Regions from separate parts of the Mus musculus genome. Here regions 2, 3 and 4 are each linked to region 1. A link is a contact called in public HiChIP or PLAC-seq and promoter capture Hi-C data. All regions are on one chromosome and are shown on one strand. Each heading gives the region's core, a stretch centred on a gene start, on an enhancer-like site or on the middle of the called end of the contact. The rest is flanking DNA. Distances are from core to core; before and after follow the strand shown. Region 1 holds the start of Kcnj10 (potassium inwardly-rectifying channel, subfamily J, member 10). Region 2 holds the start of Olfr433 (olfactory receptor 433). Region 3 holds the start of Aim2 (absent in melanoma 2). Region 4 holds the start of Ufc1 (ubiquitin-fold modifier conjugating enzyme 1).

Evidence for each region. Promoter capture Hi-C pulls out the DNA fragments that hold promoters and counts their contacts. HiChIP or PLAC-seq counts read pairs in DNA pulled down with a chosen protein or histone mark.
Region 2: a contact with region 1 is called in an H3K27ac HiChIP or PLAC-seq map of microglia, with 5 times the contacts expected there. The contact joins the promoter of Olfr433 here to the promoter of Kcnj10 in region 1. A contact is called at or near these places in 2 of 39 promoter capture datasets (the C10 cell line and pre-B cells) and 1 of 115 datasets of contacts at active chromatin or transcription factors (microglia).
Region 3: a contact with region 1 is called in an H3K4me3 HiChIP or PLAC-seq map of bone marrow-derived macrophages, with 4 times the contacts expected there. The contact joins the promoter of Aim2 here to the promoter of Kcnj10 in region 1. A contact is called at or near these places in 3 of 39 promoter capture datasets (the 3T3-L1 cell line, cranial neural crest and pre-B cells), 1 of 115 datasets of contacts at active chromatin or transcription factors (bone marrow-derived macrophages) and 1 of 9 other capture datasets (embryonic stem cells).
Region 4: a contact with region 1 is called in a promoter capture Hi-C map of embryonic stem cells, with 2.4 times the contacts expected there. The contact joins the promoter of Ufc1 here to the promoter of Kcnj10 in region 1. A contact is called at or near these places in 2 of 39 promoter capture datasets (embryonic stem cells and hippocampal neurons).

What each region holds. Positions count from the first base shown.
Region 1 is chr1:172,339,450-172,342,684 of GRCm38.p6, reverse strand. Kcnj10 (potassium inwardly-rectifying channel, subfamily J, member 10) reads right to left here and starts at 1,475. Exons shown (of 2, transcript NM_001039484.1): 1 at 1,234-1,475.
Region 2 is chr1:174,040,251-174,043,485 of GRCm38.p6, reverse strand. It overlaps Olfr433 (olfactory receptor 433), which reads right to left and starts at 1,553. Exons shown (of 1, transcript NM_146717.2): 1 at 550-1,553. The coding sequence starts at 1,534. The coding sequence ends at 590.
Region 3 is chr1:173,418,988-173,422,222 of GRCm38.p6, reverse strand. Aim2 (absent in melanoma 2) reads right to left here and starts at 1,619. Exons shown (of 9, transcript NM_001013779.2): 1 at 1,537-1,619.
Region 4 is chr1:171,293,368-171,296,602 of GRCm38.p6, reverse strand. Ufc1 (ubiquitin-fold modifier conjugating enzyme 1) reads left to right here and starts at 1,601. Exons shown (of 7, transcript NM_025388.3): 1 at 1,601-1,682; 2 at 1,776-1,969. The coding sequence starts at 1,847.

The DNA of each region.
Region 1 (3,235 bases), core at 226-2,725:
TCATTCCAGGAACATATTCAAAACTCCTTGGAGATCAGGGAAAAGTGTTCAAGATGAAACTCGATTGAGCTCATGGTAACTGCCGGCTCATGGCGCCAGTCTCTCCATGCCCACTCTGTGCCTTCCATGTAACCCCAAACAGGAGGCTCCCAAGGCGTCTTTTACCATCTCCTGTCCTCTTGGACTACCTAAAGCCGCCTGTCCCATAGGGAGAAAAACATTTCAAACACCACAGCAAGGGCTCTCTGGCCAGAAACCTCTCATCAGAATTTGTATCGATACGCAACCTAAGCAGGCTTTAAGCTTTGCCTTCCCTTGGATCCAAATCTGTCTTTATTTCTGTGCACCCTCGCCTCTCTCCGTCAGCCTCAGTCTGCCCAGGGCACTTCAGTTACTGAAATGAAATCCCGAGATACCAGAAGTCCTACCCCTAAATTTTTTCTTTCCCAGGTTTGTCCTTCTGGCCATTCTGGGCCTCGGGTCTCCTCCCTAGAATCAGTTCCATCCTAACATGACTGCCCTTGGTCAGTCCCTGATGGGGCAAGACAGAGAGTGGGAGAGGGGATCCCTAAAGGATGAATTCATAGGCACTAATCTACCCTGCTCCAGAAGAAACATCTTCTTCTGAGATTGTCCTTGTGAGGCAATTTCAAGGATTGAGGGATGTCGGTAGGGAGGGGGTCTCAAAGTGGGAACCCAGAAGGAAATGAAGAGGGTCCCAGGCACATCAGGGTGACTGCGTCTTCTAATCTAGTGCTTGTCTTTCTCCCCATGTGTAAACAAACTGGTGCTCAGAAGACCGTCAATGAGTGTCACTGTGTGAATGTCACTGCAAGGGGGAAGGGCTGGAATCAGGAGTAACTTATCTCTACTGGGAGCAAGGGGCAGTGTCTCTATTCCTGTGTGGGTGGGTGCAGGCTTATGTGTGGTAATTAATTACTCTAGTAACCGGATGAGCCCCATGCAACTGCAGGTCTGCCAAGTGTCATGAGGAGGGGATATCATGGAAGCCCCTTTCTTAGATGGAAGACCCGAGGTGAATAACCTGAGTAAAGTACTCTTGATGAGGGGCCCTTCCCAGGAAAGTCCACTTGGAACTGCCAAGACTGAAGGAGGGAGACCCGGATTGTACTGATAGGGTACAACCAGCTTCCGTAGGGACCAAAGGGTTAGGGGGATCCGATGGATAAGTGGATAGGACCCAGCACTCCTTTATCAGGGCCAGAGTCTTACCTTGGCTCGAAGGTGAAGTGGCTGCTCTGATAAATCGCGGGGCAGCGGGACAGATGAACAGACGGGGCGGGCAGGAGCGGCGAGCGGAGCTGTGCGACAGGCAGGGCCAAGACTCTTAAACCCGGAGCTGGAATCAGATAAGGGTTTGTCCGGGGGCCGGGGCCGGGGTCGGGCCGGCCGGGGGCAGAGTTGGGCCGGGCCGGGCCGCCCCCTCCCTCTGCAGTGCCGAAGCCAAACTTTGTGTGAATGGAGGGGCCCGGCGGGGGTCGGGAGGGCGGAGGCAGAGGGGGGAGCTTGGAGCCGGCCAATGGCAGATCGGAGCGCCAGATCAGCGCCTGGGGATTGGAGAGATTTGGGCAAGGCAAGGGGCGGGGCTTAGGGGATAGGAAGCGCAAACCCAGACGGACTAGGGTGCAGAAACACTCGAAGAACAGAGACCCAGACAGAGTCCCGGAGAAAGAGAGATGAAGAGACGATACGCGTAGCGATAGAAGCCGAGCTGGCAAGATGACAGGGGGGAAGAGAAAGAAGAAAAGTGAGGCGGCCGTGTCAGAATGGAGGAACCAGGACGAGGGCCGCGGGGGCGGGACTGGGCCCCAGTTAATGAGGTGGAAATGAATTCAGGACGGGCTGCGACTGGGACCGAGACTGTGGCAGACTTGGCCTGGGTTCCTGGGGCTACAGGGCTCTGGCATCCTGTACAATTTCCAAGTTATTCGCTGTTCCCTGTGTAGAGAGTGCGGCGTGGGGTGCAAAAGAGGACCAAACATCATCTCCATCTGCAGCAACTTCTCCTGCAAGGAAAAATAAGCCGCAGTACGGTGCAAAGTGTGGGAGACATCCAAAGCTGTGGAAGAAGAAGGAAGGGTCACTATTTAGGGGGTTCCCCACAAATGTTCGAGGAAAGAGATAACGTCTACGTAGGTTCTAGGAATGCAGGAGGCCCAGGTCCAAGGAGATGGCAGAAAGAATACTGATGACAGAGGAACTGCCATTGTGAAGTCCTGTGGGAACACAGACACATCAGCTTAGGAAATAGCGTCAAACTCTTCCCATCCACTATGTACTCTCATTATCTGATCTGTTTTGAGTGATTTGTACCCTCTATCTGATGCATGGCATACACTAAAGAAGAAAATAAAGACGTCCCACTTTTATTCATAACAGACATTGAACTACATATCAATAGACTGCTTTACTTACTGTGTTAATATAAATTCAGGATTGAAAGCAGGGAAACTATATATATTTTAGTTTAGCTTAAAACTCTCAAAATGCATAAGATGAAGAATACATGTGCCTTTTGAAAAGGCCTCTTTGGGGCTGAGGGTGTTGTAGCTGAGAGGTAGAATGCTTGTCTTGGGTTCCATTCATCACCAGCACAGAAAGAAGAATGGGAGGGGGGAGGAGGGAGGGAGAAAGAGAGGGAGGGAGAGAAGAAGGGAGGAAGGAAAGGAAGGAAGGAAGGAAGGAAGGAAGGAAGGAAGGAAGGAAGGAAGGAAGGAAGGAAGGAAGGAAGGAAGGAAGGAAGAAGGAGAGAGGGAGAAAGGGAAAAACAGAGAAGTAGGCAAGGAACTACTTGAACAAGGAGAGGGCTGGCTAAAGGTTAGTTCTTAGAATCCAGGCTTGTTCAAGAAGGATGGAAGACCCAGACTAAATATATGATTGGTTGGTTGGCACATGAAGTATAGCCCGAAATGACTATCGGTAATGGAAAGCAACTGCAAGTTTTGGGGCAGTGAAGATTAAAAAAAAAAAATACAGAAAGAAGCTGGAGGGGATTAATATGGAAGTGAGCAAGATGGTTTGAGTGTGAGTGGAAACAGGAAGCAATTAGATTAGATTGGGAGCAATAGCAATAGTGTGGGCATGAAGAGACCTGGACCAGGGTACCAAAAACCAAAAGAAAAAAAAAAAAAACTCCAAAGGACCAACTTGGCCTGGTGAGCAAAGAGAAAGTCTTCGGCGATCACACTGGTTCCAGACCCTACAGCATACTAGG
Region 2 (3,235 bases), core at 304-2,803, 1.7 Mb before region 1:
ATGTTGCTGCTAGCTTTCGGTGGCCTTTTCATTTCAAGGCTGCAATGACTGTTTACCTTATCGCCCACACTTTTATGATGTATAAATTGTGAGCCATCAGATACCCACACGGGGGTGGTCTGATGATTAAAAAACAGAACCAAAACTTTGGCAGACCAGGTACAAGGCAGATAGACAGATAGATTAGACAGATAGATAGATAGGTTAGATAGATAGATAGATAGATAGATAGATAGATAGATAGATAGATAGATAGATAGATAGATTAGATAGATAGATAGATAGATAGATAGACAGACAGATAGATAATTATCAAAGTCACAAATACAATTCAAATATTTCTATATGCCAGTTTTTAATCTTCCATGGATTTCTTCATTGTCATGTTGAAAATGATTCAGAAAAAAATGCCTTTTGCTCATTCTGCTCTACCTCTGATTGATCTGTCTAAAAGACTGAACATATGCAGCATAGTAAGTGCTAAACTCAGTGGTACACTTATTGGCATTTATTTTGATTCTGCAAAATGATTCACAAGCCATTTGAGTGTTGCATTTACCCTGAATGTGGGTAATGTCAAAAGAGATAATTAGGTGTCTCTCAACAAAGTTCTGATCTTTTCACTGACCCTCTTCACGGCTTCCTTCACCTCTTTGTTGCGAAGGGAATAGATGATAGGGTTGAGGAATGGAGTTAGGAGGGCATACACTAAGGCAATAAGTTTGTCAGTGCCCTCAGGTCTGCTCTGAGGTGAACCCACATACACAGTAAAAGCAGAAGCATAGAACAGTGCAACCACTGTCATATGGGAGGAGCATGTGGAGAAGGCTTTGGCTCGACTGGCAGCTGAAGGCAGCTTCAGGACAGCTGTCAGAATACCCCCATAGAGTCCCAAGATGAGGACAAAATTGCATCCAGTGGCCACACCAATCACTGCCCCGTGAACCCGAGCATGCCACCTTGTGCTCACACATGCCAACCGCATTAGTGGTGCCAGGTCACAAAAGTAATGGGCTATTTCTTTCAAGCAATACGGTAAACTGGCAGTGAGACATGCAGGCACCAGGGCAGCTGAAAAGCCAGCTACCCAAGTGGCACCTGCAAGCCATAGCTGTACCTGCCTGCTCATGAGTGCATGGTAGTGCAGTGGACGACAGATAGCAAGGTAGCGGTCCAGAGCCATGACACCTAACAGGTAGCACTCGGTCATGCCCAAGGAGTGAAAGACATACAGCTGGACGAAGCATGCAGACGAGGGGATGGGTGAATGCCCATGGAGCAGGGTGTGCAGCAAGGTGGGCACTGTGGTGCTGACATACCAGAGTTCCAGGAAGGAGAGGACACTGATAAAGAAGTACATGGGAGTGGACAGCCCTGAATCTGCCTGAACCAAGACAATGATGAACAAGTTCCCTGCCAGTGTGAGGAGATAGATGCACAGGGTCCCCAGGAAGGCAAGAGGTCGGAGGGCACCAGAGGTAGTGAAACCAGCAAGGATGAAGGTCCGTGTCCAGGTGTAGTTGACATGATCCATGGTTCCAAGGAGGAGGTGGAGTTAAGGTCCAAGATTAACTACGTCAGGATCTTCCATCTCTTTGTGAAATACTCCTAGAGTCAAGAGCAGCAACTCTGAGTACATGGCTGAGGTTGGACATAATCTAATTAAATCCCTATGTTGTGATACTGGAGCTGCAGCCCCCTCCCATCCCCATCAATGTGAAATGATTGGTTTCAACATCAGTAGGTGGCTGGGCTAGAACTAGAAATGAAGACACCTGGTTTATTCTTCTGAGTGTTCTACTCCTGATCTCTTGAGTGTCCACCAACACAGTTCTCCCCTATCCCACTCTCAATAAAAGGAAATGGAACCTTTCTACTGTAATCTCTCCTATGACCTATATGTTTCTTGGGGACTCTGTGCATCTATTTTAGAATAATAAAATAACTAGAAGTGTTGGTCTGTTCTAAAGGAAGGCTTGATGTCTACAGAAAGTTATAGTGACTTTTTTCAGGAAGTCTTATACTTCATTGACTATTCTGGTAGGGAAAGATTAAGTGATCTATGCCTGACAATGATGCAGACACTCTAAGATTAATCCCTAAAATATAATGCCCATGAAATGTAATGGTTATTCACTTCCAGGCCCATCATATACAATGATTATTCAATTCTAGACCCATCATATACAATGATTATTCACTACCAGGCCCATGATATGCCCTGATTATTCCCTATCAGTCCTATGATCTCCTATGAGTATTTACTATCAGTCCCACAATCTTCTATGAGTGTTCACTCTCAGGCTCACGATATCTACTGATTGTTCACCCAACATTCATACCGTACCTTCTAAAAGTTGAGCTTCATGAGAGACAGATGACATGAATTTTCAAAGAAGAAAAGTGTGAGTCAGAATCCCCAGGCAGAAAAGAAACTTTGCAGTAGCTGTGAATTGGCTGCATGCCCTTGCTCTGACACACCCCAGCTGTACACTCTGAACTAGGGGATTTTTTTTTTTTACTTAACCAACTTCCTGTTTCCTAAAATGAAGAAGAAGAACAAGATTTGGCAGTTGGTTTCTGAAACTGTTATGAGTTCTGATCTCCCTAGGATATTGGGAAATGATTGTGAGTTTTGTGGTTGGGTTTTCCTTCCATAACCTGAGGCTACTCACTAGGAAAGATCAAAATCAAAACTCTTGCCTTATTCTCTTCTGGTAATCTCCTACACTCTACCACCGTCATCTATCACCTGACCATTTGGTGGCATTAGCATCCGTGTCATCCCCCTAATGGCAATTCCGATCTCTATCTACTTATATGAAACGGTCCTGGAAAGGCTGCTTTCCCAGAGGCCCCTCGTTGGGTGTTCCCTGGAGCTGTGAGTATGATGAGCTCTCAGAATCCCTCTGGAGCAAGAAGTTGGGTAGAGAGAAGTGAAACAGCATTTCTATTCCTAAGATGACTTCTTTGCTTCTTGCTACCAGGGATGATGCTTTTGTCGTGAAATCTATCCTTCTTAAGAGACAACTAATTAATAGTAAGGCTGTGGGAATTGATTTCAAAGGAAGAGATGAATAATTGTTTAAAATAATTTTACAGAGAATCTCCCCCTTTGGTTCCTTTATCTCTATAATAATAATAATAATAATAATAATTATTATTATTATATTATTATTATTATTATTATTATTATTACTATTAACATTACATCCGAATCACTGTCCCCACTTCT
Region 3 (3,235 bases), core at 370-2,869, 1.1 Mb before region 1:
CTAACAAATGGCAAATGTACCATGATGGTCAGAAATTACAAAACATTTCCTTCAGTAACTAACGCTTTAAATAGCCAAGAATAAAATAAAACAAAAAGCAAAAAAGTAGAAAAGTTGAACAACATAATTAACAACTATGTTCTGATACTTAGAAATACTTACCACACTTTCGGTAAGGGCACAAAGGTTATCACTGAGTTCCAAAGAGTAGTTACTGTATTAGTTTCTTTTTTTTCTTCAATTTTTAATATTTAAATGTATTTTATACATCAAACATATTAATAATATTGAGCATTTTGAGAATCAAATAGTCTGTAAAAATGTGTTCAACTTTTATATTGATATCCTTTCATACCCTAAAAATATCATTAATGAATATTTAATACAGGAGAACACAGTAAACAGCTATAAGCACTTAAAGAGGCAACACAAAAATCTCTTAAAGAATTACAGGAAAAAACAATCAAACAGGTAAAGGAAATGAACAAAATCATCCAAGATCTAAAAATGGAAATAGAGACAATAAAGAAATCACAAAGGGAGACAACCCTGGAGTTAGAAAACCTACAAAAGAGATCAAGAGTCATAGATGCAAGCATCACCAACAGAATACAAGAGATAGAAGACAGAATCTCAGATGCAGAAGATACCATAGAAAATATTGACAAAACAGTCAAAGAAAATGCAAAAAGCTCTTAACCCAAAACATCCAGAAAATCCAGGACACAATGAGAAGATCAAACCTAAGGATAATAGGTATAGAAGAGAGCGAAGATTCCCAACTTAAAGGGCCAGTAAAGATTTTCAACAAAAATATAGAAGAAAACTCCCCTAACCTAAACAAAAAGATGCTCATGAACATACAAGAAGTCTACAGAACTCCAAACTGGACCGGAAAAGAAATTCCTCCTGTCATAATAATCAAAACACCAAATGCACCAAACAAAAAAAGAATATTAAAAGTGGTAAGGGAAAAAGGTCAAGTAACATAAAGTCAGACCTATCAGAATTACACCAGACTTCTCCACAGAGACTATGAAAGCCAGAAGATCCTGGGTAGATTTCATATAGACCCTAAGAGAATACACATGGCAGCCCAGGCTACTATACCCAGCAAAAATCTCAATTACCATAGATGAAGAAACCAAAATATTCCATGACATAACCAAATTTACACAATATTTTCTCATAAATCCGGCCCTACAAAGTATAATAGATGGAAAACACCAACACAAGAGGGAAACTACACCCTAGAAAAAAGCAAGAAAGTAATCTTTCAAAAAAACTAAAAGAATATAGCCACACAGATATAATTCCACCTCTAACAACAAAAATAACAGGAAGTAGCAATCACTTTTCCTTAAATATCTCTTAGCAATCACTTTTCCTTAATATCTCTTTTCAGTTCCCCGCAAAAGACAGAATTGGATATGTAAACAGGACCCAGCATTTTGCTGTATTAGTTTCTTTTCTGTTTTGATAAAATGTCATGAACATTAGCAACATAGGGGAGAAGTAGGTTTTAATTTTACTTACAGGTCCATGAGGGTGGATTTCATCACGACAAGGAAAAAACCTAGCAGCTAGTTAAGGAAGCATGGCGGCAGACAGGACAGGAAGCAGGCAGGACAGGAAGCAGGCAGGTTGTGATTCTTGCTCAGACAAAGAAACAGAGTTACAAGTGAGACCGCCTATCACCTCTCACAGGCCGCCCTCAGTGACCCACTTCCTCCAATAAGGTTTCTCCAGTAAGTTCCTCCTTGTGAAAGTCCCAAGACCTTCCGGAGCCACCAGCCGGCATATATTCAAACCTCAACAGATACCATAGGAATGATCCTTCCCCCAAATTCCAGGGATTTAACTATGGAAATGGGAAAGCAGGATCCAATTGGAACTAGACTGAAATAAACTTGCTATTACCTAATAAAGTAAAGGAAATAGAGATTAAAAGCACATATAATTTTTAAAAGATGCCATGTCACTTGAACATTTGGGATTATGGAGTAACATTATCTGCTTGGCATTTCTTTCTTTTTTTTTTTTTTTTTTTTCTATTTGATTCCGTGTCTGATTTTTTTTTAATTGTTCTTTTGTGTTACTACCATGCTGGGTTTTTTTTTCCCCACATTTTTTTTATTAGATATTTTCTTCTTAGATTAAGGTTACTTAGAATTTTGAGCTCTGATGCTTTCAAGCTAACGTTACATCACAGGCTTTCTGTCATGCCATTATTCTCACCTTTTATCGAGAAATAGCTCCCTGGCCCCTATGTTTCTTCCCCCTTCAGCTAGAAATCAAAAGCCCTCTTCTAAATATAAATTCATGTCAATAAAACACCTACAGACCAACACACCCAGAAAATCAGAGTTCCTTTTAGGCTCAGTCTGGGTCAACCCTCTGAACAATATATTCTAATTCCTGCCACGGCCAAATGCACTTTCTTTTGTAAAGGTCTCAGTTGTGGTGCAATAAAAGATAACTTCTGTTCCTCAGTCAACTGAAGGTTTAGAACCAGGCTTCCTGCAGCCTTATTCTTTTCTAGAATACAGTCAATACTAATCCCTCTTTCTAACCTCAGAAACCCAGGACTCTCTTTCCTCTTAATTTACTGATTAGCAAAATGGTCCTAAAGCTTTCTCTAGAAAACTTCTGACATATCTTACTTACCTCAGGGGATTTTCTTCTCTCCAAAGCAGCCTTAGTTCTCAACTCAGGGACTGGTGTATGTCCTGAGAGTTCAAACCATCCGCCTCACAAAGATTTTCACTATGAGTAGTAGGACATGAAAATCATGAAAATCAGGTCTTGGGAGACAGAAAGCAGAAAGTACTCTCAACTATCTTCTTTCACTTTGAAGCTTGGCTAGTCCTGGCCCTATAGCTGAGTCCTAAACCCTGATGCTGGGGCAAAATAATTATATATTAAGGCTCTGCCCAAGCAAATGCTAGTTTTCAGTTTCCTTTTTACAAGCCTCAGCAGAGTTTCTCCTCCAGCTGTGAGGTCTCAACCAGAGGTATTTTAGATATAGGGAACTCCACAAAAGTTATTTCCTGCTTTACCAGGGAGTTCATAGCCTAAGGGACAAGCCCAGCCCAATGCACACCACCCACTCACTTACTGGTGGTTGGTTTTCTTTGATTTCAACATCAACACACAAAAAAGGGTGGGCTCTGCATAATCAGATCTCTTGATTGACAGGCTGCCCTCACACAGCTTCCATTACCCAACCTTGCCC
Region 4 (3,235 bases), core at 352-2,851, 1.0 Mb after region 1:
TCTACACAGAGAATTCTAGGACATCCAGGAGTACACAGACCTTGTCTCAAAAGAAAAACAAATAATCTACCAAACAACACAGGGAAATCATCTGGGATGGAAAAACCCAACATCATTTATTTGTAGCTCAGCCTGTGATGACAGACACTCACCATCAGGTCTGGTTGATGTAATAATGGGGATCCAACTCCATTTCTGTGCATTCTAGGCAAGAATTCTAACACTACACTACGTCCTCAGCCCTTAAAACTATATTTGAGTGTTTGTTTTTTCACCTAGAGGACTGGAGATACAGCTCAAGATTTAAGCGCACTTGCTACTCTTGCAGAGGATCAGTCTTCAGTTCTCAGCACCCACATGGAAGTCATGTCTGTAACTCTGGTTCCAGGGCATCTGTTGCCCTTTACATGCCTCTACTGGCACTGCATGCACATGGTACCTTACATACATGCTGGTAAAACACTCACATGACATACAAATATATAAATTTAAATTGAAGTTGAAGGGGCACACATGCCACGGCATAGGTATGTAAGTCAGAGGACAGCATGTCTTGTTTTTCTTTCTTTCTTTCCTTCTTTCTCTTTTTTTGGGTAGGGGGTTGTTTTGGTTTTGAGGGGTTTTTTGTTTGTTTGTTTTTTGGGATTTTTTTGTTTTTGTTTTTGTTTTGAGACAGGGCTTCTCTGTGTAGCCCTAGCTGTTCTGGAACTCACTCTGTAGACCAGGCTGGCTCTCAAACTCAGAGATCTGCCAGCCCTCTGTCTCCTGAGGGCTGAGATTAAAGATGTGTGACACCACCATCTTGGAATTTGTTCTCTTTGTAGACTCAAACTCACCAAGGTTAAAACTCTAGAGTCCTCTGCCTCCCAAATGCTGGGATCGAAAGTGTGCAATCACAGCAGCTGTGGCATATGGAGTTTGTTCGTTTTAAATTGAGTTGCAGCAATCTTCTGATCTTGACCCCTAAGCTCTGGGATAACACATGTGGGCCACCAAGCTTATTGAGGTTTCTTGGTTTCAAACGAATTTAGAAATTACCCAACCAGCACTTGGGAGACAGAGGCAGGCAGATCTGTGAGTCGGAGGCCAGCCTGGTCTAATAAAAAAACAACAAATTACCAGATGACTTGCCATAGGCTTAGAATAGGCATTCAGTGACTGTTAGTCATTTGGGTGAATTCATCTAAGAAGAAATCGTTTCTATATACTTAATATATAGCACACAAAAGATATTCAGTAACTCTTTGGAAAAAAAAGTTTTATCTTTAGGATGGTTTTAAAACCTAAACAGATTAATTTTGAAGTAAGCAATAGCTCCGGGCCATTTTGTATGTGTTAGAGGCAAGTCTGTGGTATATAGGACCCAATGTCCTTTAAAAAACAAACAAGCTTACATACTTCCTAATTCAGTTGTGTTAATTATTCAGGACAGGGATGGAAAGTAAGGAAGTCACTCTGGAGAACAAAGACGTTAAATTGCGCATCTTAGGAGATAGGACTTTGAAGACAGTCTAGAAAAACCTGAAATTCAAACAACTTTGCTGGTTTGGGAAGGTCTTGAGTTTTTCCCAAGATTGCTTCTGAGCATGAACGGAAGTCGTTCTCTGAGCAGGCTCCGGTGATTTAATGATAGGTGGACAGAGTAGCCCGCCTCCATTCTGTTCTTCCGGACGCTCACACCCGTAGGTCAATTTTATTTCCTTACAATAAATAAATAAAAATCGAATGCATTCAGGGTCCGCTTTAAAGCCATCCAACGCCTCCTCTTCCCACAGTAAAGATGGCGACGCCGTGAGTAAGTGACAAGCAACTGCACTTCCGCAGTTTTCCTGCTCCCTGGTCCAAGATGGCGGACGAGGCCACTCGGCGGGTCGTGTCTGAGATCCCGGTGCTGAAGACCAACGCCGGACCCCGAGATCGGGAATTGTGGGTGCAGCGACTAAAGGAGGAATATCAGTCCCTGATCCGGGTCAGTTTTACTCCTGTGCTTGACCGCGTAGCAGAGGGGTGGCGAGTAACCAGGTGTCCCCGGGAATTGGCTCCGGGTGGAAGCCGCTTCCGGTTTTAAAGTTTAAATTCTAAATTCATATAAATGCGATTGTTTGGGGGGCTGGGGGCGTTACGGGTGGCCGGAGGGAGGATGCAGAAGAGATTCCGGCTAGGAGCACAGTAGGGCTAGACTTTGAAGGAAAAAACAGCAGTATTCCGGGAAGGTGACGTGTCCCTCTCGCACCAGGTGCTTGCTCTGCTGGCTGTGGTAGGGGGTCAAAGTACTTCTTAGCGCCTGAAGAAGTGTCTGTGCATCACTGCTCTTTCATTCTTCATGATGAAATGGATGGAATTAATGTCAGGACTGAAAACCTAAAGTGTTTAGAGGTAGAGAGAGAGATGTTTTTAGTTATAAATTAGCCATCCTTTCAGCTAATTCCTGTTATGGGAAGAGAAAGATTGCCCTCCTTTTGGTGCTTTCTATCTGCTTCAAAACCCAGTAGATCGCTTGCAGTATATGTGGCCTCACTGAGAAACTGGCGAGTGCTTGCGTAGCATGCAAGATGTCCTTGGGTTCCATCTCTGGCACCTCATAAATTGATGAGGCTCATATGTTCTCTGTACCCAGGATGTGGAGCCAGGATTGGAAGCTCGGGTCGTTTTTTAGACTGCATAATGAATTCAAAGCCAGTCTGGACTATAGGAGACCCTGCCTCAAACCACAACAATAAAACATATTATTGTGTTACTAGTATCTATTGAGAGTATATAAAACCGAATAAGAATGGCCCTACTGAGGTTGACAGAAACAGTATTAAACTGTGTTTAAGTGGAGAGACAGAGACATAACTAGGGTATTTTGAGAACATGGGGAGGAAGGAGTAAGGTGTAGCGAGGATTCTGGAATTTTGGTTTCTTTAAAACAGAAGCATAAGAATATGTTTTTGTTTTAATCCCAGGTGTGGGGATGTGGCACAGGTTCAAAGCAGCTGACTATGATTTGCCTTGTTCTCGAGCAGAGGCCTGGTTTTGCCAGCTGCAGATGGTTTCTGGGATTGCATGACAATTGGAATTCTGGGAAATGTTCAGAAAGTATATAAATACTAGAGCTCTGCCAGCATTTGCAGGTTGTTGGTTACTCAGGGCGTTGGCTGTGATTTGTTAGTAGTCTTGTTTAAAGAAACAAGAGGGAACTTAGGTATGCCTCCCCTTCTCACTCCATTTTCTTTCTTGCCTATCTAGTGAT